2 separate regions of the Mus musculus genome follow, and region 1 is linked to region 2. A link is a contact called in public Hi-C data. All regions are on one chromosome and are shown on one strand. The core of a region is the stretch at or near the end of the contact, and the rest is flanking DNA. Distances in the headings are between cores, read along the strand shown.

Region 1 (6,020 bases), core at 1,542-4,041, 70 kb after region 2:
ACCCTGGTTTGCATCACAAACAGCTAGGATTATTAGCAGATGAGTGCTATGGCACATAGCAACAGACTATATGTCTTTTGCTCTTGTTTCCCTTCCAAACCAAAAAAAAAAAAAAAAAAAAAAAAAAAGAGTACAGGAGTTGGAGAAATGGCTCAGCAGTCGAGAGCATGGCTGCTCATCCAGAGGACCCAGGTTCAATTTCCAGCACCCATATGGCTGCTCACAACTGTCTGTCCTGTTCTCAAGAATCTATCCAGTGCCCTTTTCTTGTCCTCCTCAGGCACCAGGTAGGTACATATGTGGGGCTCAGGCACACATGTGGGCAAAACACCCATATACATAAAGCATTTCTTAAAAATTTATTTAAGTTGTTGGAACGAGAGGAAAAAGATGTGATTGTTTTGTGCAGCAAACAAATGTGTGACTGGGGACTGAATCAACATCAACAAAACAGAAGGAGATTGAAAAGAGTCATGATATAAAGTTCTAGCAGGCAGACTTGGGCTGCCACTTAGTCATTAATGGTCCAATAACGGCTAATGCTTTACGACGGGTTTGCATGGTCTAGGTATTTCTAGAAGAGCTCGCATATCTTGTCTCTGTCTATGAAGTAGGTTCTGATATATTTCCCATCATACAGTCTGGAATGAAGATCTAGAGAGGGTAAGTTCACTGTCCAGAGGTACACGGCTGCTAGGTAGGTTACAGAGCTAGGCGTGGTCCCTAGTCTGTGCTCATGATGTTTCTTAATAGACGTGTATTAAGTCTTGGCCATGTGCGGGGCGCTGTGCTGAACCAGAGGCAATTCAGATGTATAAAACACTGATGTGGGGTTTACAACGATGAGGTTCACAGAGGCATCCAGGATTTCACTAAATAATAAGTTAGACAATGGTCTCTCTCTTCCTGGATTTGAAACCAGTCCTATTCTTTCATTAATGCTGTTCAGAAGGCTTCAGAGTAAATACCCGTGACACCCTCCCACCCCTGGCTCAGAAGATGGAGAGTCAGAGAGAAATACCAGGTGCCCCAGACAATGAAACATGAAGATAGCAGAGCAGTATGACAAAGTTTGTAACACATTATAGACCCACATTCAAACTCAAACCCAGTAGACAGTAGCTATGAGCCTAAGAAACATCAGGCACCTTTCTTAATTCAGAATAAGGTGTGAGCTAAGCACTCATGTGCACCTTGCACCTTCTGATGAAGTTTTCTGACTGTACATAAAATCCAGAGAAGAGATGAGGTCGTCGGCAATTCATTTGAGACTCTAGATGGAAGGCCCAACTTCAATCAGCTCCCATAGGCAACAACAGAGCTTTCGTCTGCCTTAAGGGAAGGGGGATAAGCTAGTCTGACCCAGCCTCTCCGTTACTATGCCTACTCCAGCACTAACCACTGTCCTGTGGAGACTGAGATGGAGTCTTTTTTTTTTTTTGAGATGGAGTCATTTGTTTGTTTGTTTGTTTTGTCTTGTTTTGTTTTGTTTTGTTTTTTGTTTATTTTGAGACAGGGTTCCTCTGTGTAGCCCTGGCTGTCCTGGAACTCACTTTGTAGACCAGGCTGGCCTCAAACTCAGAAATCCGCCTGCCTCTGCCTCCCAAGTGCTGGGATTAAAGACGTGCACCACGAGCACCTTCCAACAAATACCACTTTCTCCCATATCTGCCCTACTTCCTGGAAGGCAGCAAGAGTCAGAAACCACACCTGTTGCAATGAGGCACAGAACAGAACTTTCTGGAAGAGTCTGAAATCCAGTTCCAAGGTACCAAATGCCTCAGACCACAGAGGGTGAGACAGTTGCCTACTCCAAAAAGAGAAGAAAGTCCTCCCTTTTCTGGTCACCACCTATTTTACTTAGATCTGCTAATTGCACCTCAGTAATCAACATTCTTTCTCTTTGTTACAACCCCATTATCAACTACAGACTACATTTCCCAGCATCTCTTGCAGCTAGATGCAGCATGTGACTAAATTCCAGCCAACAGCACAAGAATTGCTCCTTCTCAAGACAAGCCGCTTGCCTTGGATTTCCCCACCTCCTACCTCCCACACTCTGAGACAGACTTAAGGGTGCAAAACAAAAACTCCTGCATGTCAATCTAATATGCTTGCCTTAGGACTTACTTGGCAGATAAATCCTGTCTTAGCCATTCTATTTGGGGATCTCTTTGTCATAGCAGCTTAGCCTATATGCTAGCTTCAGCATCTCTGTACTCCAGGGATGGCAAAACGGCTCCGTAGGTAAAAATGCTTGCTTCTCAAGCCTACTGGCCTGAGTTCAATCTCAAGAACCCAGGGTGGAAGGACAGAACTGACTCCTAAAAGTTATCTCACACACACACACACACACACACACACACACACACACAGAGAGAGAGAACTGACTAAACTAATAAAATGGTTATACTTTGTCTTATTGTGTTCAACGTGCCCAAAAGCTCTTTCTCGGGGTTTGGGTCATAGTAGTTTCTCAGTAAATATTTGTGAACAGATTGTGGGGAAAGTGCCATTATGTAATAGATATAGAGCCAGGGCCCCAGAAGCTTATTCAGGGCCCTTAGATGATGCCTATCCAGGCCAGTTCTACATCTCCTGCTCACCTGAAAGACAGGCTAGAGGATCTGCGTTTAGGAAGTCATTTGCAGTGGGGACCAGGACTAGGTGACCTTGCGCTCAGTCTCCTGTCAGCTCTCTTCCGGGACAATGGAAGTTACATGTTACAATGTAACCTGTGTTACAACAGTAACAGCGTTAGCTGAGGTTACTGCTTGTCTCATAATAGCTCAGTCTGAGTACATACTGTGTGCCAGGCTCTGAACTGAACTCATGCGCTGTGGCTCTCGTGTCCAGCTACTCCTCAAAACAACCCCAGAAGGTAGGCAAATTAGCCCATCCAATCCCCCACAATGCCCCTCCAAAGGTCAGTAATTGGTCCAGCAGCAAGGCTAGTAACAAGAGAAGATCCAAGCCGTGGGCTCTCTGAACCCACACTTACTCTTTTCTTTACCACCAGCTGCCCTGTGTCTCTTTGTGTATGACGAGCTTCGATTCCTAACTACAAGGACAAATTTGGAGGGCTGGGCCAAGTTCCATGCTCGTCCCAGTAGATGCCCAGAGCTGTTTCTGATAACTGTGACTCTTTTCCTCTGTGCATGGCTGGCAGGGGTGTGCACACCCACCAGGCTACATGAGGGCAGAGGATAAACAGCCTTAGCTCCAAGTCCGTGCCAGCTCACTCCCGCCCTCTCCTCCTGCAGCATCCCTGACCTCTGCACCCTACCTGCCCCCACTGCCACCCACAGTATGCACACTTCCCCTTCAGCTGTCCCTGGATTTCCTACGGGCCTTACAGCAATCCTCACTGAAGCCCACATGCTGATCTAGCCTGCTGACAGAATAGTCCAAGTTTCCAATCCCAATTCTTTATCTACAAGAGATCGTTCTTTATGTACTGGACTCAAAAAGTCAAGTCAATGGCCCAATAGAGAAGTTTTATCCAGGTCTTACAAACCTAAGGGCATAAGTTAATATTGTGCCCAGACTTGTTTCCTGCCGGGTGTGGTGGCACACGCCTTTAATCCCAGCACTCGGGAGGCAGAGGCAGGCGGATTTCTGAGTTCGAGGCCAGACTTGTTTCCTGTGGTCCACACTATGTTTTTTAAAGAACTTGTTCATTATATTTGAAGCTTTCAGGATAAGGATGTAGCTTGGTGGAAGAGTACTTATCTAGCATGCATGCATCCCTAGGCTCCGTCCCATAAGAGAAAAACATTCTTGCCAGATATGAGTGTAGACACTAGAACCCTGGTGCTCCAAAAGCAGCAGAAGAGAGCTGGTGAGATGACTCAGCAGTTAGAAGCACTGGCTACTCGTCCAGGGGACCCAGGTTCGATTACTAGCTTCCTCGTGGCAGCTAACAACCATCTACAACCCCAGGAGATCCAAGTCTCTTCTGGCTTCTGCCGGCACCAAGCACACACATAGTACACAGACATACATGCAAGGAAAACATACATATGTATAAAATAATTTTTAATGATTTTATCTTATGTGCATTGGTGTTTGTGCTGTATGTCTGTGTGTGCCTGTCAGATCACTTAGAGCTGGATTACAGATGTGAGCTGCCATGTGGATGCTGGGAATTGAACCAAAGAAGGCCCTCTGGAAGAGCAGCCAGTGCTCTTAACCACTGAGCGAATAATTGTTAAAGGTGGGCTTCATAGCGAGTTCCAGACTAGCCTAACCAGAGCAAGACCTGATTAAAAATAGAGTAATGGTTTAAAGAAGTTGTTGGAGTTTGTGTACACAAATTCCTATTGTAAACCTATTGAGAGCTCTGACAACACTGGACTCCCCTCCCCCAGGTGGGAAAGTCTGGACATCCCATCAGGCTAACAGGGCCCTTCCAGCGCTCTCAGCTCTGCCACTTCTCCCATGAAGACTTCGCTTCTTTCCTCTGTAGAGCCTGCCGAACCCTCTGGCTCTGAGTCTACAACACCTGCACTAGTGTCTCCACACTGATGAGCAAACTGAGAGGGGAGGAAGAGCTGGTCCTCCTGCTCTCCAAGGTGGCGTCAAGGGCAAGTCCATGCTGGCTAACAGCACACAAGATCCATCAAGCTCTTGATGTCCCAAGCCCTACAGGGCTGACACTAGACAGAGGTCTCTTGAGCCAACCACAGCAGGGTTGCAAAGCTGTGAGCATGCATTGGGCACCCAGTGGGCATACAGTGGGCCATAGTGACCACACAGTGGGTATTTCTTTGAGAAACATGTCTTCTACTGTGTAGCATAATCATGACACTCGTCTCCTCCCTCCAGGATTTATTCTTTATCAAGTCTTCTGTAAATAGCCTATGAACCCTAACCTGCTAAGGGGTGACCTTTCTAGAAAGCTAATCCCTTCTCAGCCTGAATCCTTGATTGTGTCAACTCACCTAAGCATGTTCTAAGTAAACACTCCTTCTCATTCACTTGTAGACAGGTAACAATTGCCGGAAGCTGGCAGTCTCATGGCTTTATCCAAATCAGCAGGCAGTCTCCATGGAATGAAGATCCAGATTGCCAGATCTTCAGATTTTCCAAGTAGCCAGGAATACCATAGAAAGGAAGAACGGTCTCTGGACAGCAAGCCCTGAAATGCTGGAAAGGCTCTCTGAGGATCAGGTGCCAGACAGTTAATCTAAACACCAAGAAGTAAAGGCTGCTCTCTGGCTACCCTATTGGAAGGTCAGCTCAGCCTTGGGTGCTCTAACGCTCCTTGCACCCTGGTGCCATCCAAAGCCTTGAAAGAGGACTCCAATGTGCTTAGCTGGCTTGGACATGCAGTCTTGTCTTCTACGGTCACAATACAACTGAGGCTACCATTGATTCATTTTAATTCCGATTGGCATGACCTCCAAAATAGACCTTTCTTTGGAGACAAGGTTGCATGTAACCCAGACTAACTTCCACCTCAGCTATGTAGTCAAGGGTGACCCAGAACTTCTGATCCTCATCCAAGTGTTGACGATGGTGCCAGGCCAAACCCCTTGTCTCTTAACACATACTGCATTAACTGGCTCTTCCCCATAAGTAGCTCACAGGTTCCTTTTCTTCCGTTTACAAAGAATTCTTTGAGACGGAAATACTTATCTTGAAGCAGGGTGTCATCCTTGCCTCCCTGAACCTCATGAAATTAACATATCAATAGCCTGGCAGAGGGACTGCTTTGAGAGGTGACAGATTATAACTCCTCTTGCCTCTGACACTTAGGAAGCTTTTTAAAAAGAGAGAGAAGAGAACAATTTCCAAATGAGAAAATGTCACAGATGGCCACAAACCAACTTTCCCTGGGGGATGATCGTTTCGATGATAATATTCTTTCTCCAGGTTAAAAAACAAAAAACAAAAGCAAGATGGTGTATCATGCCCACCTGAGGGCTTCTTCCTCCCTGCTGAGGCACTGAGCCCTTCCACCGCCAGCAATGAGAAAGCAAAGGGCTCGGGAAGGTAATCATGACAGGCCAGCTCGT
Region 2 (5,800 bases), core at 1,398-3,897:
TAAAGATTTATCATTACCATTACTAGTGTGTGAGTGTGGGGGCAGGGCACTGTGTGGAGGTCAGAGGTCAACTTTGCAGAAGCAGCTCTGGCCCTCCAATAAGGATGGAATTGAGGTGGGCAGGCTTGCTCAGCAATAGCCTCTACCCACTGGGTCATCTCACCAGCCCCCAACCAAAGGATTTAAAACAAACATCTTACAATTGGGGGATACAGCCATGGGAGGTTTCATTTGTTGTCATTTAATCGTTGGCAAGCCCCTGGGAAACAAACAAGGCTCCTCTCGCTTGTCACCTCTGAAGAGCCTGGCACTCACGCAGAAGGGCCAGCCTGCACAGAAGGTGTCCTGGCAGTGACAGAACCAAACTGCTGTCAAATCCTAATAACCACACAGCTGGAAATGACCTGGGGAGGGGAGCTGAAAGCCCATTAAAATGCTATAAAACGGAATGGCACGTAATCCAGTGTAATCAAAGATACTAACAAGGACCATGAGATTGATCAAAAATGAACATTTCCGACGGAGGGTTGCCTGTGTCACACCAGCCTGGATGGCTCCCCCACGCCACCCCCACCCCCCACCCCCCAGCTAAGGCAAAGCATCCTAGAGGAATGAGAGCTTTCATGGGCAGTTCAACCCACACAAGACGATACAGCCTGGCCAGGGGCCACCACCATAGTGATGGGAACTGGTCAGAATACAAGAGAGCGAGGTTGCCCATTGTCCATTGTTTGTTTTAGACAGGATCTCACCATGTAGTTCATGTTCCTACCTCAGCCTCCCAAGGGCCAAGACTACAGGTGTACCTCACCACTAGTCCAGGCTCATCCCATGATCTTTTAAATATATATATATATATATTAACTAGTTCAATCTAAGGAATTCTGGGGGGGGGACATAAAATGAAGTCCACAAAGTGCAGTAAAATTCATCTCCTAAAGCCGGGCATGGTGGCACACACCTTTAATCCCAGCACTCGGGAGGCAGAGGCAGGCGGATCTCTGAGTTTGAGACCACCCTGTCTACAGAGTGAGTTCCAGGACAGCCAGGGCTATACAGAGAAACCCTATCTCAGAAAAAAACAAAAAAACAAAACAAAACAAAACAAAACACCACTCATCTCCTAGAGGAAATGGGCTTTTCCTTCTTCCAGATGGACTTCTGGAAGCAAAGAAACACATGGTAAGACTTCCAGGTGAACTTCCCTGCCATGTTCTTCACTTCCAACAGCTTTGGTCCACACGAAAGGAACAAGAAAGCAAACTTACTAAGAACAAATAGAGAAGTTGGCCAATGTCTGTGCCTTACATCGAAAGGAGGAGACAGGGGAAGAAAGCCATGACCCAGTGCAAATGGGCTTGATCTTAAGTCCTTTCCACTCTGTGAGCATGCAGGTCAGTACTAAGAGGCACGCTGTGAGGGGGTGGGGGGACGTGTGTATTTTCAAAAGTGAAATCTTTGTATGAGTGAAACTTGTGATAAATATCAAATACTGAGTGGTGTCAGAGTTCTCGCCTTCCACCCTTACTCGGGTCCTTTCCTTACAAATGTCCTTTCCGATGTGGAATTCATAAATGAATAAATAAATAAAGTCCCAGAAGGAAAAGATTCCACCCCATGGGTGACATTTGCATTAAAGCCATGGGGGGCGGGGGGGGGAGCAGAAGGAATAGGGACAGGCTGGCAGCAAATGACTCATTTTGTGGAGTTGCGACCAGTGTGCCCCAGGCTGGAGCAGGCATGGACCAGCCTCAGCCATCACCTGTCTTTACCAGACCACGGGAGCTAGATTACCAAGGCATGATTGATGTCTTGGGCCGGAGGAAGCTGGCACCAGACAGGTTAGAGCGATGTCCTCATCAAGCGCTGACCCCAGGCCACTAAAGCCTGCAATCAGAAACAGAAAGGAGAGACGTTGCTGGGCTCGGGAAAAGCCTTCTAGTCTGGAACACCAGCTGCTAGGCTCTAGAGGGCTTCGTGAGGGTCGAGAGGTCCCTTTTTGGTCACAAATGGACAGAGGGGTCCAGTCCAGCTCTAAAAACTGGATATCCAGGGACTTTTTTTGAGCATGTCTATAGGGAGATGAAGTCCAGGGCCAGGAGGGCCCTCTGCTCCTCATTCAACCTGTTCCAGAGAACCTGGTCACTGGCTCAACTTCCTGTCACTGCCGTGAGATCATGCTCAGGTCCAGCCCTCTAAGCAGACACTCGTCCTGATTGTCCCACAGGTCCTGTGCTCACAACTAAGGACATGTGCCGCGCCGTACTTCAAACACATGCCCATCCAGGCGTGACGGAGCATGCCTACAATCTCAGTATCTATGCAATGGAAACAAAAGGGTTACGAGTTCAAGGCCACCCTGGGCTACATAGCCCATCTCTGTCTTCAGTAGAGGGAGATGAGGGATGTTCAAAAAGCAAACTCCTCATCTTCTACCAAGAGCTTCTTTCCTCCCCAGCTCTCATTCTTCTGGGGTGGGGGAGCAAAGAGGGGGTCACTGCTCCCCACCCATGAAGCCGCCCTCACCCCGTCTGGCACTGAGCTGTGTCACTTTCCAGAGTTCTTGTCTATTCTCTCATATCATGTGGCCTCAGGTCCCCTTTTGCTGTTACAGGACAACCTTGGCCTACTGTTTGTGCCTGTAAACAGAGATAAGCAGGACTTGAGCAACCCTGGCCAGAGATACTTTTGATCCCTCCTCCTCTCCAGCTTCCACCCTCTGCGGTGCCTCTGTCTGCCCCCCTGCTCCCCTCCTGCCTGCCCACAGCCTCACCCACCCGCCTTTCCCAGCCACCTGCAAACACACATGAAACTCACCTCCAGAGCACTAACACCCTGCTTTTTGCATGTCAGCATGTGTAACTGACACAGGAAGCTCTGCTCTCACTTAGCTTTCAATAAACCCTCGAAAGCTAACGGACAGTTTTTGACAGGGGAAGGGAACCATTTTAAGCCCCTTGATGTTGTACTGCTCACAGAATCGGCCCTTGAAAGAAGAGCTAACCACTAGGTCAGACTGAATTATGTCACCCCACATGCAAAAAAAAAAGCTAATGTCCTGACCCACCAGATTATGGTATCTGGATATAGAGCCATGGGGCCTTTAGAAGTAATTAGGTCGTGAGGGTGGTACCTGAAGAATCGGATGAAGATTAAGGAAAGAATAAACATAGGAGGGGTGACGGCGGGATAGCTCAGCCTGGTAAATGCTTGTCTTATAAGCATAAGGACCCGAGTTTGATCCCCAGAACCTGCATTAAAAAAAAAAAATGCTGGGCACTGTGGCACATGATTCTAATCCCAAATTAAGGCAGGCAGAGCAGAAATTCAAAGTCGTGCTTGGTCACAGGGTAAGCCTGAGGCCAGCCTAGGATGCATGAGATTCAACCTCAAAAAATGAAAAATTAAATATTTGTCCCCATACATATACACTTGAAGACACATGCAAGAAGTCCCCACAGAGGGAGAGGGAGAGGGAGAGGGAGAGGGAGAGGGAGAGGGAGAGGGAGAGGGAGAGGGAGAGGGAGAGGGAGAGGGAGAGGGAGAGGGAGAGGGAGAGGGAGAGGGAGAGGGAGAGGGAGAGGGAGAGGGAGAGGGAGAGGGAGAGGGAGAGGGAGAGGGAGAGGGAGAGGGAGAGGTTCTAAAATCCTTTCTCCCCAATCATTTTCTTACATCTAAAACATCAATACTATTGCTGTACCAACTGAAACCTAATTCAATGTCTAGCATGTCTTCCCTGATGGTTGATGTTTGGGGTTCACTGGACTGTGAACCCCCAAGAGAACAGAGACTGTATTGATTGAGGGGGGCCACAGCACACAGCTGCTCACGTTGAGCCATGACCGCCTCCCAGGGACCAGCAGCTCCAGGGTGAAGGAGGTGACCTGAATCAGGGAGGCCAGCATCCCCTACATTCTGGCCTTGAGCCTGAGGCATTCCCTACATCCAGCACAGAACCTGGTACACAGTTGGTATCCAGGAAGTTGTGCTGTGCTCTGACCACCCTGTTCCCACTGGCCCAGGGGAGGAGGCATTTCCACTTGAACTACAACCCATATACCCCATATGTACACTTAGTCCTCAGTGTTAGATGCACATGGAAGTCTGCAGTTTAGAGGCCTGTCCACTTGCAGCTTTAGCAGGGAAAGTACGAAAGTCTACAATCTCTCTGTTAGTGCTCATCACCCAATGACTGGCTTAATGGCAGCCATCCCTAACCGAAATCATCATCGCTCTCCTTTCATTCCATCCTGGCAAAAAGAAGTCTTCCTCAAACCTTCTTTTAGCCTTTTACCCCTTGGCACAGAATTCAAAGTGGCTTCTAGTGATGCTCTGCCTCTGCCAGGCTGCGGGGACTAAGAGAGCAGGTATATAAAAGGCTGGGTACCAGGCAAGCCTGTTCAGCCCCACACCACTCACAGGCTCCCCGGCCCTGTGCCTTCCCTGCGGTTCACACTCAGTGTTCTGTAGGCCAGCAGAAGGACTTAATATGCTAGAATCCAGGACACAGAGGCAGGAATACCTACAATCCAGTCTCTCCTGCCACCTCTCCTTGAAGCACAATCTGCTTTCTGCCACTTTGCGGCAATAACTCTGCCTGAGCAGGCTGGCTAGTTAGTCCTCTGCATGTGACATCCCGCATGGAATCTTCACTTTGGCAGTGGATTTGACATGGTCAGACACCCGCTCAAACTTCTGACCCAAGCTTTGAGAGCAAGCTTAGAGCTCTCTTAGAGAGCAAGGCAGTTGGGACATGATGCAGCAGGACCCCTCCCTCGCAGAGTCTACTCTAAGAACCAGAGGCCACACCTGACGCATCTGTTGGCCTGTCCTGAAGCCCAGGACAGAGAATCTGCCACATCAAGTTGATAGATGAGTAAGTGGGTAAACAGAAGAAGCAATCAATCGATGTTAATCTTCATCTGACGCTTTTTCTGCACACAAGCAGCAGAGAGCCTGGTCCACATGGCCAACAAAAATACTCATGTCCTTCCACACATAGTTTGGCTAATCTGAACGGATTCGAGGCTAGCAGAAATCCTCACTCTTCTAGGAAGGGTCCCAGGTTATCCTGCCCAAAGCACTTCGGTTCCACATCTTTGAGTCTACTTTGTTTTCCTGCTCTTTGCTGTCTTCCTTACTCCATTCGCACTCAGACCGTGAGTATCTTGAAGATGGGGCCAGAGTGTTGTATTCTTGCCTGTTCCCAAACCACGCACATTAAATCAGTGTGAGTGTCTGGTCGGAATGCCTATCAAAACTCTATCAGAGATGGCTGACTCAGCCAGGTGGTAATAGTGCACACCTTTAATCCCAGCACTCAGTAGGGGGAGGAGGCAGGCAGATCTCTGAGTTCGAGGCCAGCCTGGTCTACAAAGTGAGTTCCAGGACAGCCAGGACTACACAGAGAAACCCTGTCTCAAAAAAAAAAAAAAAAAAAGGAAGAAAAGAAGAAAGGAAAAAGAAAAGAAACCAAAAAATAAAAAATAAAAATAAAAGAATAAAAAGCTAACCCACGGAAGGCTAGTATTTCTAGCCCTCTCTTCCTCATCTTGTGAAACCTTTGCACATGCCTCACCTGCTTAGCCCCTAGATACCAAACATTCTTAAAACTTGACTACAATACCCTTCCCCAACTATACACTAGCCAACAGCAGTACACCGTGCGGTCGAGCTCCCGCCAATGGAATGAGACACGCTTGCTGCGCTGTGTTAGGATAAAAGTTAAGTGAAGTCCACACCCTGGTACCCTTGCTTGCCCAGTTTGGGCTGTTGCATGCTCCTTTGCCAAAGTAAATTA

What was found. Hi-C and Micro-C count contacts between places; a contact is called where the count stands out from the background.
Region 1: a Hi-C map of liver shows a contact between it and region 2, with 2.1 times the contacts expected there. The contact joins two enhancer-like sites. A contact is called at or near these places in 3 of 484 Hi-C or Micro-C datasets (cardiomyocytes, liver and olfactory sensory neurons) and 1 of 9 other capture datasets (adipose tissue).

The regions. Positions count from the first base shown.
Region 1 is chr12:83,442,605-83,448,624 of GRCm38.p6, forward strand. All of the region lies in intron 1 of Dpf3 (D4, zinc and double PHD fingers, family 3), which reads right to left. Among named protein-coding and RNA genes, the nearest start is that of Dpf3, 42 kb to the right of the region's middle. Within about 2 kb of position 2,792, at least 17 of the 459 cell types and tissues checked have an H3K27ac peak or open chromatin away from gene starts, as enhancers often do. A contact at or near this core is called in liver, where this site is marked.
Region 2 is chr12:83,372,959-83,378,758 of GRCm38.p6, forward strand. The region is part of intron 1 of Dpf3 (D4, zinc and double PHD fingers, family 3); the gene reads right to left. Among named protein-coding and RNA genes, the nearest start is that of Dpf3, 110 kb to the right of the region's middle. Within about 2 kb of position 2,648, at least 62 of the 459 cell types and tissues checked have an H3K27ac peak or open chromatin away from gene starts, as enhancers often do. A contact at or near this core is called in liver, where this site is marked.